Linked DNA regions of Sus scrofa: region 2 is linked to region 1. A link is a contact called in public Hi-C data. All regions are on one chromosome and are shown on one strand. Each heading gives the region's core, a stretch centred on a gene start, on an enhancer-like site or on the middle of the called end of the contact. The rest is flanking DNA. Distances are from core to core; before and after follow the strand shown.

Region 1 (7,949 bases), core at 1,750-4,249:
ACATTTTACAGGATTCTTTGATTCTGGGGAGAGAAGGAAGCTGGGGCTCATCTTTACTACTTGGAAAATAGGTTCTTATTTGCTTGTGTTATTGTTATTATTTTGTCCAGCAAGCTTCCTCTCTTTTAGTGACAGGCCCTGTCCTCTTGGCCTTGAGGGTGGGCACAAGGCCAAGGCCTGGCCAATCATAGCACTTCATTTTTCCTGGACAGAGTAAATGGTTGAAAGGACATGTGATGCAAAAAAGGTCAATGTCCAGAGGAGTCAGAGAAATGAGAGATGTGATATCTTAGACCCTAGGTAAAATTATCCTGCAGGGTATCTCATTCCTAAAAAAGCAGGGTGGAGACTCTTGACGGTCATCTCGTATTCATTCTCCTCTTTGTTTAGCAACAGAACTCTCAAGCCTATATTTTCCAGTCTCCTTAGGAGATAGCTGTGACCATGAGACTTGGGGGGGGGCAGTGGAATGTGATTGAAATTGTTGAATGCTATTTCTACAATCTGATCTTAAACCATTAGTCACATACTTTTTCATTCTCTTTCCCCATTCCTGTAGGCTGCAAAGCAAATGTGGCAGTGATTCCAGTTTAATCTTTAGGGGAGGACACTTTATTTATTTATTTGTCTTTTTGTCTTTTAGGGACGCTCCTGAGGCATATGGAGGTTCCCAGGCTAGGGGTCGAATCGGAGCTGTAGCCGCCAGCCTACGCCACAGCCACAGAAACGCGGGATCTGAGCAGAGTCTGCGACCTACACCACAGCTCACGGCAATGCCAGATCCTTAACCCACTGAGCAAGGCCAGGGATTGAACCCACAACCTCATAGTTCCTAGTCAGATTCGTTAACCACTGTGCCACGACGGGAACTCCTAGGGGAGGACACTTCAGAAGATGAACACTTTAGATCATTTAGGATAGATTAGGAAAGAAATGGATTTTTACAGGGAAGTCATTCATTGGAAACACTGTATAGATGTGGTGTGAGATGGTAAAGTCAATGCATAGGACAAAAATTCATTTAGGCTCAGTTGTAAAAAGGAATGAAGTACTGATTCATGCTATGATATGGATAAACTATGAACATGATGCTAAGTGAAGGAAATCAGACACAAAGGTCACATATTGAATGATTCTTATTTATATGAAATGTCCAGAATAGGTAAATCCATAGAGATAGAAAGTAGATTAGTGATTGTCAGGGCCTAGAAGGGGTATTAGGATGAAGAGTGACTGTTCGTATGCACCAGTCTTCTTTTTGGGGTGATGAAAATGTTCTGGAACTAGTAGTAATGGTTGTGCAACTTTCTGAATAAACTTAAAACCACTGAACTGTACATTTTAAAGGAGCGAATTTTATGGTACGTGAATTATATCTCCAAAAATCCATTCAGGCTAAATTACCCTTGGAGAGTCTTTCTCAAAGAGTCTAATATAGCTAGTTTTACATTCACTGTAAAAAATACATTGCCTTTTTAAGTTTTGAGTTGCATAATAAACAAAGTAGTATGCTTGCATTGGGGAACCCTGTTACCAAAAAAATATATCTTATAACTTGAGTTATACTCTGTTGCAGGAGATTCTCACATTAGAAAGGGTAAGGGATGGAGTTCCCTTGTGGCACATTGGGTTAAGGATCTGGTGTTGTTACTTCAGTGGCTTGGGTTGCTACTGTTGTGTGAGTTCCACCCCTGGCCCAGGGCCCAGGCCAAAAAAATTAAAAAATAAATAAATAAATAAATAAAAATAAAAAATAAAAAAGGTAAGGGATATATCTGAAGTATTCAAAAGGGAATATGTATACCCCGGGGGATAAGAAAAGAATTTCCAAGAGGTCCTCAGGCACAGATAAGTTTTAAGGGACTGATTTTCCAGATCTTCAACTTGCACATGTTATCTTTTGTAGACTGATCTGTGGCTAAGGTGTCATGTCAGTATATCCTACTGTCCTTTCCTACATCCCATTTTTTGATTTATAGGAAAAAGGCATACTTATCTGCCATAAATTCTTACCATGGTAGAATATTCAGGGTGCCAAAAAATCCGACAATCTGTGATATAGTTGTTGGGGAAGCGTCCTTTAAATCAAGAGCCATAAAACCATGACAGAGTTCCATTTTTCCTTGCCTTATATTTTTAGCATATAGTTCTGAAGGAATCCAATCAGTTGAATGATATAGTAAACTTCCTTTCAATCACTTATACATATTTTGAGGGAAAAAAAATCTATAAAAATGAAAGCTAGCAAGAAGCCAGTCAAGCTTTCGCTTGGCACGTAATTACTGGCTTTCCACTTTCATCACTACAAAGTAGTATTTCAGTAGAGTGTAAAAAGGAAGCTGCTGCGGAGGATCAGGTCGGATGTCCCCAGGCACACACGTTCTCTGAGACCAGCAAGACTGCAGTAGCGCAGGAGTTTCTCTTACACTCGGGTTAACTGCAGCGCCCACAACAGCACACATTTCTGCTCACTGCTTGAGTCCCCATTCGTGGTAACCTTTTCTAAATGCTTTCTAAAAAGCATGGCTGTGTTCAAAAGATACGTCGGCCTCTTCAGGCCGGATCCAGAGAAACCCCCAAGAACTGGGAGGACATGGGGACCTCTTCCCTGAGCAGGTGCCCCTAGTCGCTCCACTATGAGCGTGGGAAGGGCGGGGCCAATGGGCAGGAAGCAGCGCGAACAGCCACATCACTTGCCCACTGTTTCCAGGGGAGGCCCCCTGGGCGTGGAAGGCTTACGAGCGCCTCCACCACTGTATCATCACGGATCACAAGCGTCTACCTACTGACTCCCGGTCGCACATGGAGCGGCTTTGCCAAGCCAGACCTAACGCTGCGTGCCTGTCTGCCTAGCCCCGCCCACTGCACTCGTAGTCCCCGCCCTAGCCCTGCCTAGTAAGGGACCCACCCGTCCCACTTCCGGCGCCGGCCTCCCTACAGGCCTCGGTCGCTCTTTTACTTCCCTCTCCCCGCTCTCTTTCTCCGCCCCTATCGCCTCCTTTGACACTGTCACGTGAGGGGCGAGCGCGGGGGCTGATGGGATAAGTACGCCGGTGGGTCAGGGTTCGGCCTCAATATGGCGATACCGGTGGGACAGTGACCAAGGCTTTGCCGTCGGGAGGATTAACTGGCGATTGTCGGCGTCTCCACTTATCTGGGTGGAATGCGAGGACGCCGGGGCGAGTGCTGAGGAGCGGCGGTGACGGGGAGGGGTCAGTGGCTGGTGCCCCGGGAACCGAGGAAGCATCTGTTCCTTCTATTGGTTTCAAGGCTTTAGTGCCGGGCCCCGCCCGGCCGGGCCAGGCTGGCGGGCGGCGGCAGTAGCTGCTGCAGCCGCTGGATCAGCCTCTGAGTGGGCCGAAAGGCGGACGCCGCCGCCTCTGCCGTGGTGATGGCCCAGTGTGTACAGTCGGTGCAGGAGCTCATCCCGGACTCCTTCGTACCCTGTGTCGCCGCGCTATGCAGCGACGAAGCCGAGCGGCTCACTCGTCTCAATCACCTTAGCTTCGCGGAGTTGCTTAAGCCCTTCTCTCGCCTCACTTCCGAGGGTATGTGGTCTCCCTTTTCACTGAGCTCCTGCAAAACCGCGGCCGGGAGAGGGAAGTTGGGCGCGGGTGGGGAAGAGAACGGCGATGTTTACATCCAGGAGCCGGTAGAGTGGCGTCGGGCTGGGGCCCCTCTTTCTCTCGGGCGGCCGCTGGAGGAGGGGCCAGGGGAGAGGTTGTCAAGACAGCGTGGTCCTAACCTCCAGCTTTTCTAGGCACTTCCCAGACAAGTTAGACTGTTAGGTAATTCGTGTAAAAAAAAGAGTGGGCCCAGAGAAGGGCAGTGAGACTGTTTCTGCGGCCATAGGGAGGGAATTAGGAAGTTGCAGAGAAGGTGAGAGTAAGATCTGCCTGTTAGACGTTTGAGGTCTTAGTAAAGAAGACGAATCATCTTCCCCTGGGAGTTAAACTGGGCTTTCAAAGTTGTCTTGAGTAGTATTACATTCTTTAGTAGTGAGGCTCATCCTTTTCTAGACTTATGTTTAGTTATTTTACTTTTTTCTTTTCAACATTTAAATGTGTCCTTAGGTATAAAGTATTATAACTTCTCAAGAAAATGAGAAGTATTATAAAAGTAATGAAACTTGGAACAGCCTTTTTTTTGCCTGATGAACTAGGAAGTAAGGACAAGTTGTAGTTAATTTAATCGAGATAGTTAGAGTTATCTACATTTATAGGAATGGAAAAGGCCTGACATTTGTTTTTTCCAGATAAGCGTTTAATCACCGGGAGAAATGTCTTATTGAAGAGCTACCTGGTTTTCTCCAGCTTTGGATTCTTTATTAGGGAAAAGTAAGCGTAATATTAACTCCCAAATGTGGTTTAACCAGTATCTTTACCTCCACTTTGCAAACAGGACATAGCAAAGTTTAGGTGAAGTTCTTTGTAAGAACTTTAAATAAAAAGTTTCTATAATAAAATAAACGGGCCTATAATAAAGCTGTGTTGAGCCAACGACCATGATTTTTTTTGGTTATGGTGACTTCTCCACAAAAAAACAATGCTGTGCCATAAATTTATGTATTTACATGCCACAGGTGTATATTCTTTTGTATTTAAAGGAGAAAGGGAGCTATTAAAAAAGAAAACAAACCCCACAACGCTTTGAAGAGTTCCTGTCTTGGCAAAGTGGAAACGAATCCAACTAGGAACCATGAGGTTGCGGGTTGGATCCCTGGCCTCGCTCAGTGTGTTAAGGATCCCACGTTGCCATGAGCTGTGGTGTAGGTCGCAGACGCAGCTGGGATCCCACGTTCCTGTGGTTGTGGTGTAGTCCCGAAGCTGAAGCTCTGATTGGACCCCTAGCCCGGGAACCTCCATATGCCCTGGGTGTGGCCCTAAGAAGGGAAAAACAAAAACAAAACAGTTTGAGAACTCTTGATTTTCTTCAGCCTGTACGTTAATCATCAGTCTCATCTCCTCTAGTATTAAGTCAAAAACAACAAAGTCCTCTCTCTACATTCTTAAATTCTTAAAAAACAAAATGGGGAGCACCAATTTGACTTTGATCTATAGGCTTTTTTCTACTTTGTTAATAAAGAATAATACCACTTGATATTGCTTATGTAGCTTTTGTCTCTCAGTCCTCCTTGAGTTAAAGGTACTGTCATTAGATACTGTCAACACCAACTTAAATTTGATGACATTGAGGCATAGAGATGTTAATTTGTCCAGTCTTAGGGGTGGGAAAGTTTTCAAAGCAGGTAGTGTGACTCAAGAGGTGTTCTGGAGTTCCCTTCTTGATGCAGCGTAAACGAATCCAATTAGTATCCATGAGGATGCAGGTTCAATTCCCAGCCTTGCTTGGTGGTCAAGGATCGGGCATTGCCGTGAGCTGTGGTGTAGGTGGCAGGCGCAGCTAGGATCTCGAGTTGCCGTGACTGTGGTGTAGGCCGACGGCTACAGCTCTTATTTGACCCCTAGCTTGGGAACCTCCATATGCGACAGATACGGCTCTAAAAAGAAAAAAAAAAAAAAAAAAAAAAAAGAGAAGGTGTTCTCAGTCAGGTCTTCTTATCTGCTGGCAATACTTATTCACACGAAGGAGCAGTGCTGTCCAATAGTAAAATGATGTGAGTCTCATGTGTAACTTTAAGTTATTTAGTAGGTACGTTGTAAAAGCTAAGAAGTGGGTGAAAGTAGTTTAAATAATTTATTTTGGAGTTCTCTTGTGCAGTAGGTTAAGGGTCCTGCATTGTCATTGCAGTAGCTCGGGTTGCTGCTGTGTTGTGAGTTTGATCCCTGGCCTGGGAACTACCACATGCAGGGGGGTATGGCCAAAAAAAAAAAAAAAAAAAAAATCTGTCTCTATGTATTTAAATATATATCAGTTCCTGGTGTGGTGCAGTGGGTTAAGAATCCCACTGTAGCTGCTTGGGTGGCTTCCAAGGCAAGGTTTTGATCCCCAGCTGGGCAGAGTGGATTAAATGATTTGGCCTTGCCACAAGTGCAGTGTAGGTTGCAGCTGCAGCTCAGATTTCAATTCCTGGCCTGGGAATTTTCACATGCCATGAATGGCAGCCATAAAAAAAGAAAAAATCTTTGGACTTTTGGTGCGTACAACCAAACTGCATGGCATTGTCACGGGTATGGCTCTGGTTTGATCCCTGGCCCTGGAACTTCTGTATGTCGCAGGTGCAGCCAGCCAGTTTAGTTTCTGCTGTGGCACAGTGGGTTAAGGATCCTGTGTTGTGTCTATGGTGTTAAGGGTTCAATCCTGGCCCAGCTCAGTGGGTTAAGGATCCAGTGTTGTTGCAGTTGTGTCATAGGTTGCAGCTGTGGCTTGGATCTTTGGCCTGGGAACTTCCATATGCTATGGGTGTGCCATATCTAACAAGATATATCTATATAGAGAGATATAGCTCTGTATGTATCTTATTTAAGTCACTGTTTCTAAAATGTTACCATTTCAACATGTAATATAAAAAAATCATAACAGGATATTTTACATTTTTTAAAATTGCTAAGTCTTTGAAACTTCGTGTGCATTTTACACATAGCACATCTCAGTTTGGACTAGAAATATTTCAGGTGCTCAGTGGACACGTGGCTGGTGCCTCCTATGCTGGACAGTGCAGTGAATAGAGGAGAAAAAATGAAGAGGCTAAAATCAGTACTCTGCTTTCCCTGTGTACTCTTGCTTTCCGTATGTAGACCGCAAGTGATTTAGCGAAGGAGCGTAGTCAGTTGAGTGTGATAGGTAGAGAGTGGTGGAAGTGGAGAGGGTGGACATTCCCTGTTGAGGACAGAGATGAAGTTAGAATGGTATTGGCAAAAGGTATAAATTATGATTGGTTGGGGATTAGTGGGAAAGCTCACTATTGGAGTACAGAGTAGTAAGGGAAAATGCTAGATAAGGAAGGATCTTGAATTTTAGAAGAGAAATTTTCCTTTTTTTTTTTTTTTTTTTTTTTTTTTTTTTAGCTCTTCTCGCAGCATATGAGAGTTCCCAGTCCAGGGATTTAACATATGCCACAGCAGTGACCCAAGCCACTGCAGTGACAACACCGGATCTTTCTCCTGCTGTGCCACAAAAGAACTCCTAGGGAAGAAATTTTTGATTTCATATCTAATGGTAAATGTGTGGCAGTCATAGATTTTTTGAGTAAGGGTATAAAATTTTGGGAGAGTTGTGTGGTTTAAAGCAGTTGAAGTTTTTTTTAATACAGTAAAGTTTTATGTGCTACATAAAAATGAAAGATAAAAATATATATATTCCATAGGACACCAGTTGTATTATATGTTCACTGAAAAAATTTTGTGGTCAAATAAGTTTGCTTAATATAGCATGTGTTTGGGAGAATTACAGTGTCGTTTAGCATATAATTACTCTGGAACACCTGCTATAAAGAGATCTTTTAAAAACTTAATCCAGTATTTCCCAAATTTATTTGAACATGGAATTGATTTTTCAGAAACATCTATCTTGAGCAACCAGTATTCCATGGGCAGCCCATACTGGGAAATGTTACTTCTCAGTATTAAAGAAATTATATGGCAACCTATAAAAGTAAGATAATGGTAGAGCTGAATTTCACTTTGAAATTGAGATGTTATATGATGTATAAAGTCACCTTTTGTGATATTATAATCTTAATGAGGCCGTAGTATAATTATTTAATTTGGAACCTTTTGGACTTTTTGTGTTATTTAATAGCATTTCTGTTAAAAAAATGATTATTTTTAGCTCTTGACTTTCTCTTTATTAGGTTGGTTTTGTGATCTTCCAGTGTAATACTTATATATTGTTGTGTAACAAATTACCCCAAAATTTAGCACCTAAAACAAAGGCATTTATTGTTTGTTTCTCAGGCATCTGGGAGTGGCTTACCTGGATGGTTCTGGCTCAGGGTCTCTTTTGAGGTTGCGGTGGAGCTGTTTGTCAGCAGTGATCTAGGGCTGAAG
Region 2 (7,949 bases), core at 3,217-5,716, 540 kb before region 1:
ACTAGGAACCATGAGGTTGCGGGTTCGGTCCCTGCCCTTGCTCAGTGGGTTAACGATCTGGCGTTGCCGTGAGCTGTGGTGTAGGTTGCAGACGAGGCTCGGATCCAGCGTTGCTGTGGCTCTGGCGTAGGCTGGTAGCTACAGCTCCAATTAGATCCCTAGCCTGGGAACCTCCATATGCCAAGGGAGCGGCCCAAGAAATAGCAAAAAGACAAAAAAAAAAATAGATAAATAATAAGTTAGCTCTAGGGATAGCATGGAAATCAGCTGAAAGGGAAAAGAGCTTAGAGACCTAGGAAACCACCAGGGCAGTGAACTATGATATGACACTTGACCGCTAGCATGTTATGTGACCCAGGACATTCCGATATGAGGAAAACCAATGTGTAATATTTTTATCTAGCAAAGTTGATAATGCAGAGAGTTAACAAGTTGTGCATGTATAAACAGAAGTTTCACAGTTAGAATGTCGTGGAGAGTCCCTCATAGGAGCCCTGTGCCTGATTCACTGCTGAACATCATTAGATCAGCATCATTCACCATCAGCATCATTAGATCAGAATATGAAGAGTCATCATGGCCACTGCATGGATCTGCTGGGTAGCAGGGCTGGCTTACTGTGGACTAATAACCTCACAAACTCTAGATTTGAGGATTGAAGTCCCATGGCTGGGAGCAGGCACCTGGCTTTCCCATTTGAGGAATGATGCTCTCTGCTCCTTGCCAGATATAACTATTCTTCCCAAATCGAGTCATTTCCCCACAACTCCGTTTGCTTCTTCATCATTTCTCTAAACTTGGCCCCTTCAAAACCAGTACTTCTTTCAGTAAGAATAGCAAATACTTCTCTAGCTTGTCCTATGTGTTAGGTCCTATTCTAAATGCTCAACATATATTAAAGGATTACATTTTCGGGATTTTTGTTTGTTTGTTTGTTTGTTTTTTAGGGCTGCACCTGCAGCAAGTGGAAGTTCCCAGGCTAGAGGTCAAATTGGAGCTGCAGCTGCTGACCTACACCACAGCCACAGCAACCATTCAGAATCCTGTCTTTGACCTATAGCATACCTCACAGCAATAGCACATAGGTCCTACTGTGGCTCAGTGGAAACGAATCTGACTAGTATCCATGAGAATTCGGGTTCCGATCTCTGGCCTCTGCTCAGTGGGTTAAGGATCAGGCATTGCTGTGAGCTTCAGTTTAGGCTGCAGACGAGGCTTGGATCTGGCATTTCTGTGGCTGCGGTGTAGGCCGACAGCTGCAGCTCTGCAAGGCCAGGGATCAAACCCGAACTCATGGATACTAGTTGGGTTTGTACGCTGCTGACCCACAACAGAAACTCCTATTACTGTTATCTTAGTCTATTGGGGCTGCTATAACAGAGTATCATTGACTATAGGACTTAAAAACAACAGACATTTCTTTCTTACAGTTCTGGAGGCTGACAAGTCCAAGATCCAGGCACTGGCACATTCTGAGTCTGATGAGGGCCCGTTTTCTTGTTCATTAACTAGTCACCTCCCAAAGGCACCACCTGGGGATTAGGTTTCAACATAAGAATTACAGGGAAACAAACACTCAGTCTGTAGCAATTATGACCATTTTTCAGAGGAAAGAGCAAGTTGCCCAAGATCCTGAATAGGAGCAGAACCACTAATCAAACCCATGCCATCACATGCTGGAATCAATATTTTTAATCACATAAAATGCTGCCTCCCATAAATCTTAATTTTAGAAGGTATTCAGCAGAAATAATGGACAAATTCACTGAATTGTGCTTTACAGAAAATTTTTCTTAGAACTACAAAGTCTTATTTTGCCCCTGTACCCAGTTATGATGTTTTTATATACATGGTTTGCATTGGCCCAACAATCTGAAAAAGCACACTTCTCCTATCATGTGCTGTTTGGCCAGACTGAAACATTACCTTTCTCAACTAATTTTTTTTCCCTATAGTTTAACCAAAACTCTCTCTGTCTTACAAATAAGATCTTTTTGAAAGGTCTGTCTTTCTGCCAGATCCTGGACAGGAAATGTACATAAGAATTTGTGGGAGTTCCTACTGTGGCTCACTGGAAACGAATCTGACAGTATCCATGCCGATTCAGGTTCTGATCCCTGGCCTTTGCTCAGTGGGTTAAAGATCAGGCGTTGCTGTGAGCTGCAGTTTAGCCTGCAGATGAGGCTTGGATCTGGCGTGGCTGTGGCTGTGGCATATCTGAATCGACCCCTAGCCTGGGAATGACCATATGCCACACACAGGTGCGGCTTTAAAAAAGCAAAAAAAAAAAAGAATTTGTAGCTCATTAAAATTTTTTCCCTTTCATACTCAGAACTGAAAACCCTTCTGCAAGGTCAGCAATAAGAGCAAATCTAATGTAAATCTTTACTGATTTAAAAAAAGATGATTGCATTAATCTTACTTTTTCTCTTGTCTTTAGGTCATAAGTCACCAATCTTTTTGAGAGGGAACTACTTTTCCTATTCCCTGAAGCTTGTAAAGAGGATATAACAGTAGCATAAAGTTATTTTTTCAATCAATCTACCATATAAGGCTCAGGATCTACCAACTGGTGGAAGGAACCCTGACCCTACTCATTCTTAAATGTTGTATCATTTTTGGAGTCTGCGCTCTATTTCCAGAAATGATTAAGTATTAAAGTAGAAAAAAAATTAGCTGGCACTTAGTCCCTTATAATTAAAAAAAAAATCTCCTTCTGTGGCAAAACTTGGAACTTTATGGATGTGTGATTGAGTCAAACGTACACGAACAGCTTTCCCACTTTTTTTTCAAGACTCTCCCAAAAACTTAACATCAATGACACAAAGGTCAAAGTTTTCAGCAAAAGAATTTTGTGAGAATTATTGCCAGTGCTTCTAAGTGAAAGGGCAGGGAAATTGGGAGTGGAGGAATTTCTGTGTTTTTCTTCAATTGCTGTAGAGAGGTTTATTCATTGCCACAGCCCTAAGCCAGAGCACTGAGAGGCTGGTGCATGTTTTCAAGTCCCCTTGGGCAGGTCAAGCAGATGCTTGTTCTGGCTCATTATGCACCAAACACTGAATATGTGGTGAAAAATATTAAGAATTGATAGGCAACCTCTTCATCTGGCAACTGCTCACCTGTTTCCGGGTAAAGTAACGCTAAAAAAAGAGATTAGCACAGAAAAGTCAGTAAGTGCCTAAAGAAACAGGAATCTCACTCACAGTCACCTTTACATTCTGAACTCTCTCTGCAAGTGGGCAGGCCTTACTCAATACTGGGGAAAATAAAATAGTTATCATGAAAAGCAGACAGAAGGTTTGAATCCTGGCAAGACTGTCTACAAGTTATATAATCTTGCCAAACTCCCTAAATTCTTGGTACGCATATAATTATCACCGGAATTATTCCAACCTTTTAAGGTTGGGAGAGAAATAACTGAGAAAAGCATGTGACAAAAACTGGTGTCCCAGGAACCCCTGGCGTGTCTCTGGCTGTTGGTGGCCTCATCTTCCGCAGTCTCCAGCAGCTGTCCATACAATGAAGGTACTAAATCGAGTCACCTTCCCTTATGTGGGCACTGATTATTCATTACCTTTCTGCTTCTCGGTGCTTCGGCCTTTGTCTTTCTGCCTAGCAGCCAAAGTCCAGACTGGATGGAATAACTTCAGCTGCTTTTTTGTAAACTTGTAGGGTTGGCGGGAGGCGGCGGACGGGGGTCGGGGGGCAAGGAATGCTCCCCGCCTGCCCTTCCCAGCTCTGTCCGCGGCACTCTCAAGAGATGGACACCAAACAGATCACTTTTGTGCCCTGGAGTAGCAACTCCGGTACCAGGGTGGACTGGAGAAGTGCCTGACAACGCCTAGGAAAGATTCCTAAGTTCGCTGCGTTCCTCCAGGTCGCCCCACAAGAAGGCACAGCGCAGCGAAGGAGTCCGGGCGCGCGGTGGCGCCGGGCAAGGCTGCAGGGCGCCCGAGCGGTCGGACGGGGGAGCGAGAGCTAAAGCTTGCGGAGCTTCTCGAGCGGCCGGGGCCGCGGCGGGACCCGGGAGCCGTTGCCAAGCTGAGCTCGCCGGACCGCGAGAGGCGGAGGCCGCGCCGGAGGCGGGGCCAGACGGGGCGGGGCGGGGCGGGAGGCGCCGGGGAGGCGGGGGCGGGGGCGGTGTCTCCCAGAGCTGCGCAGGCGTTGCTCGCACCTTGTTGATTAGTCAGTGCTGGGAGCGCTGCTATGGCGTTTCTCAGACCCGCGGCTCCTCCTCACACACTCGAGGCGGAGGGAAGGAGGGGTAAGAGGAGGAGGAGGCGAGCGGGCGGCCGCCGCAGCTGCAGACCCGGGGCCAGAGAAGGAGGCGGAGCGGGAGCCGCCGCAGCTACCCCGGCCGCCGCCGCCCGCCGCCGTGGGGCTGCTGCGAGTCCTCTCCGGGCTTGAGGGCACGCGGGGCGCCCCAGCCATGCCCCGCAGCGGCAGCTGAGCCGGCCGCGGGCCCCCTCCTTCCCTCCCGGCCGCCGCGCCCCCGGTCAGCCCGCGGCGGGAGTGCCCGGCGCCCCCCGCGCGCCCCAGACCACGAGCGCGAGCAGCGGCGGCCGCCGAGGTGGTGCCGGCGGCGGCGGGAGCGCGGGGCCGGAGGAGGCGGGGAAGATGGACCCGGCGCCCTCGTTGGGTTGCAGCCTCAAGGATGTGAAGTGGAGCTCGGTGGCCGTTCCGCTCGACCTGCTGGTCAGCACTTACCGGCTGCCCCAGATCGCGCGGCTGGACAGCGGTGAGTCCCCGCCCGCGGACCGCAGTCTCGGCGCGGCTGTGCGCGCGTGTAGCTCGGGAGGGTGGGACCCGGTGGGAGTGGGCTGCCCACCCCTGTAGCGTTGGACTTGGACAGAGCGGCTGCCGCAGCCTGGCGCGTTGCTCTGAACTCCCCCCCCCCCCCGCCCCAGCAACCTCTGGAGATGTGAAAATCACAGCCCTTGCAGTGTAATTAAAAAGGACGCAAAAAAAAAAAAAAAAAAAAAAAAAAGTAAGGAAACCTCTGCAGATAGTAATCTTGGAGGCGAGCTGTCCCTCCCCTCCAGCCTGTAGGAATTACTCAACCTGGAAAACCCTGAAGAGTTGTCTTAGACAACTTTCTTACAAAATAATTGTGCTTTGGGTGGCATCTTTATTTTGGATGCTCTCCTCCCCCTTCCCCTCCCCCACAAGAAGCAGATTTTAGGGGAAAAGCTCCTGGGTGACCAATGAAAGGGATCACATTTCTTGGAGACCTTTCATTACGGCTTGTCTGTTTGGTTTCACTGAACTGAAAGTAATTTAGGGCTGTGTGTAGAAAATGTTTTTAGTGGAAGTGATGGTATGCTTAAGGTTAATTATTAGCGCATTTCGAGCCTGGAAAAAATTGAAACCTATATTGACTTGGAACCTGAGCTCAGAACTAAGAAATGCTTGTTTCCTCAAATTGTCAACCAGAAACCAATCAAACGTCTCCCAGCTGTTTGTTCTGCAGGGTGACATCTGCAAACAAGTAGATAGATGTGCATACTGTCAAGCAAGTATATACCTTTCAGTTTGAGAGTTGTGACATACAAGGTGGCAATTTAGGTGTGTTTTGTCTTTTGTGTTTTCATGATAACTTCCGTTGATTTTGGCTTCATAGGATTTCAGAACGTTGGCAGAAACAAGCTGCTGCCGGGCTGCTCGAAGCACCTGGACCCAGGCTGGCAGACAGGCAGATAGAGCTCTGATCACACAGGCCAAGTCAGGAGAGCACTGAGCAGGAAGATGTCATTTCAAGTCACAAGGACTTGGGTTACTCCTTTTCTGGAGTACTGTGTGTGTAACATGAGACATATAACCGTCCAAAGGCATTTTTGTTCCCTTTCTTATCTGTGGGGTTAGTTAGATTAGACATTTGAAGTACTGATTTGAAAAATAAAGGCAAGCAAGAAAGTTCATGAAAGCTGGAAAACAGCCTTGGCATGCTTGCTGGCCTTGTTTAGTTGCTGGTGGTAAGGGTGGGCATTGAGAATAAATTAGGAGTTTTAAAACTAGTAATGAAGTGCAGATGAATTCAGGGAAGGGTAGGTGGTGTGTGGAAGCATTTCTGCTTAGAGTGGGGTGCTTTAAATCTGTATCTGTGGATCTAAATCAGAGAGTGTGTGTGTGTACTCAGTATTTCATTTACTCTTTTGCTGTGCAAAATTTTGTGTTTTGGAAGGTTATGAGTCCTCACCTTTTCTGATGGTCTCTCATTTCCTCACCCTCCAACGAAACTTCCTAACCAGGCAGGGAACATTAATGCGTGTGGCGTAAAAGTCACACCGAGGTTTCATTAAACTGAAAGTTTCAAAGAGGCTGAATATCACTTGCAGACATTACTTTGAGCTTTATTATCCACTTTCCTATCCCGGCCATTCATAAAAAGGATCTGAATCAGCAGTGTACTCATCCCACACTTCTTTTTAAAATTAGGACGTGGGTAGCAAGTCTTAACACTGTGTCCTTTCAAGCTGTAAAATGGATTTTGATCACTATATGTGTAATTCCAGTTATTTCTTGTAAATTTTCTCTTATTACCACTTGAGAATCACAGTGCCATACACAGATTTGGAATCATAGTCAAATACTGCTTTATACCTGTTTCTTTCTTTCTTTCTTTTTTATTTAATGATTTTTATTTTTTCCATTATAGCTGGTTTACAGTGTTCTGTTAATTTTCTACTGTACAGCAAGGGACCCAGTCTACCTTGTTTCTTTAACTTACTCCCATCTTATTTAATTTTTTTTTTAATAGCTGCATGATATTCCATGGCATGATGGCTGTACCACATACCTAGTCCCCTGCAGTGGACATCAGGCTGCTTCATTTTTAATTATTATTAAGTTGTGATATAGTGAATACTCTTGCACATAAATCTGTTTGTTTGGGTTAGGATATAACCTGCTGCATAAGCATGTAATTCCTTTTTAAGCCCTTGATACACATTGTCAAATTGCTTTAGAGACTAAAGATTATACTTATTTATACTCAAATGAGAATTGTGGGAGTACCGGTTTCCCCGACAGCCTTAAAATACTAAGTACCTTACAAACAAACAACCAAACCAAAAAACAAAACCAAAAAAACTTTGCTAATTTCATGAGGGGAAAGTGTTAGATTACCAACTAAATTTGGATAGACTTTAAAAGAGTTGATCATAGCTTCCATACTTACTTTTTAAAATGTTTCACAGTGGCATTTCTGTCCTGGCTCAGCGGTTAATGAACCTGACTAGCATCCATGAGGATGTGGATTCGATCCCTGGCCTTGTTCAGTGGGTTAAGGATCCAGTGTTGCGGGTGAACTGTGATGTAGGTCACAGCCTCAGCTCAGATCCCATGTTGCTGTGGTGTAGGCCGGCAACTACAGCTCCGATTTGACCCCTAGCCTGGGAACTTCCATATGCTGCTGTGGCCCTAAATGACAAATAAATAAATAAAATGTTTCGCAGGAATGCTTAGAACATATTACAGACAGGCTGCCATATTTATAAATACTATATGTGAACTCTCAAGTTTGGTACAGTCCTCATCCTGTGTATGTCCTTTTGCCAGTTTTAGTACTGCAGGTATGTTTTACGCATACACACACCCTATACTTAGACATGAAAGGTAGTCATTTTCCAAATCACTTGTTTTCAGAGAGGTTAGAAAGAAATTGAAAAACATGCCAATAGTTGCCATTATGCTAAGTAAAAAACTATTGGCTAATTGTAAGCAATCATTAAAGAACATTAAACACTCATTTCATAACTGTTGATTATTGAATGCCTACTATGTGCTGGTACATTTCTAAGCGCTTGGTGTATATTGTCGCAAATCCTTAGCACCCCACTTTAAGGACTTGGGGAACCTGAGATTTAGAGAAATTGAGTGACATACCTAGTAAATGATGGACTGTGATTTGCAGCCAGCTTTCTGACTCTAAAGACAGACCTTTTATCTCA

Evidence for each region. Hi-C and Micro-C count contacts between places; a contact is called where the count stands out from the background.
Region 2: a contact with region 1 is called in a Hi-C map of embryonic fibroblasts, with 2.3 times the contacts expected there. The contact joins the promoter of GAREM1 here to the promoter of TRAPPC8 in region 1. A contact is called at or near these places in 8 of 47 Hi-C or Micro-C datasets (embryonic fibroblasts, fetal heart ventricle, heart right ventricle and 5 more) and 1 of 2 datasets of contacts at active chromatin or transcription factors (skeletal muscle).

The regions. Positions count from the first base shown.
Region 1 is chr6:115,781,718-115,789,666 of Sscrofa11.1, reverse strand. TRAPPC8 (trafficking protein particle complex subunit 8) reads left to right here and starts at 2,999. Exons shown (of 29, transcript XM_021096212.1): 1 at 2,999-3,548. The coding sequence starts at 3,392.
Region 2 is chr6:116,321,370-116,329,318 of Sscrofa11.1, reverse strand. It overlaps GAREM1 (GRB2-associated and regulator of MAPK protein 1), which reads left to right and starts at 4,466. Exons shown (of 6, transcript XM_003482054.4): 1 at 4,466-4,738. The coding sequence starts at 4,618. It overlaps LOC102163160 (a long non-coding RNA gene), which reads right to left and starts at 4,082. Exons shown (of 3, transcript XR_298647.3): 1 at 3,575-4,082; 2 at 1,429-1,532.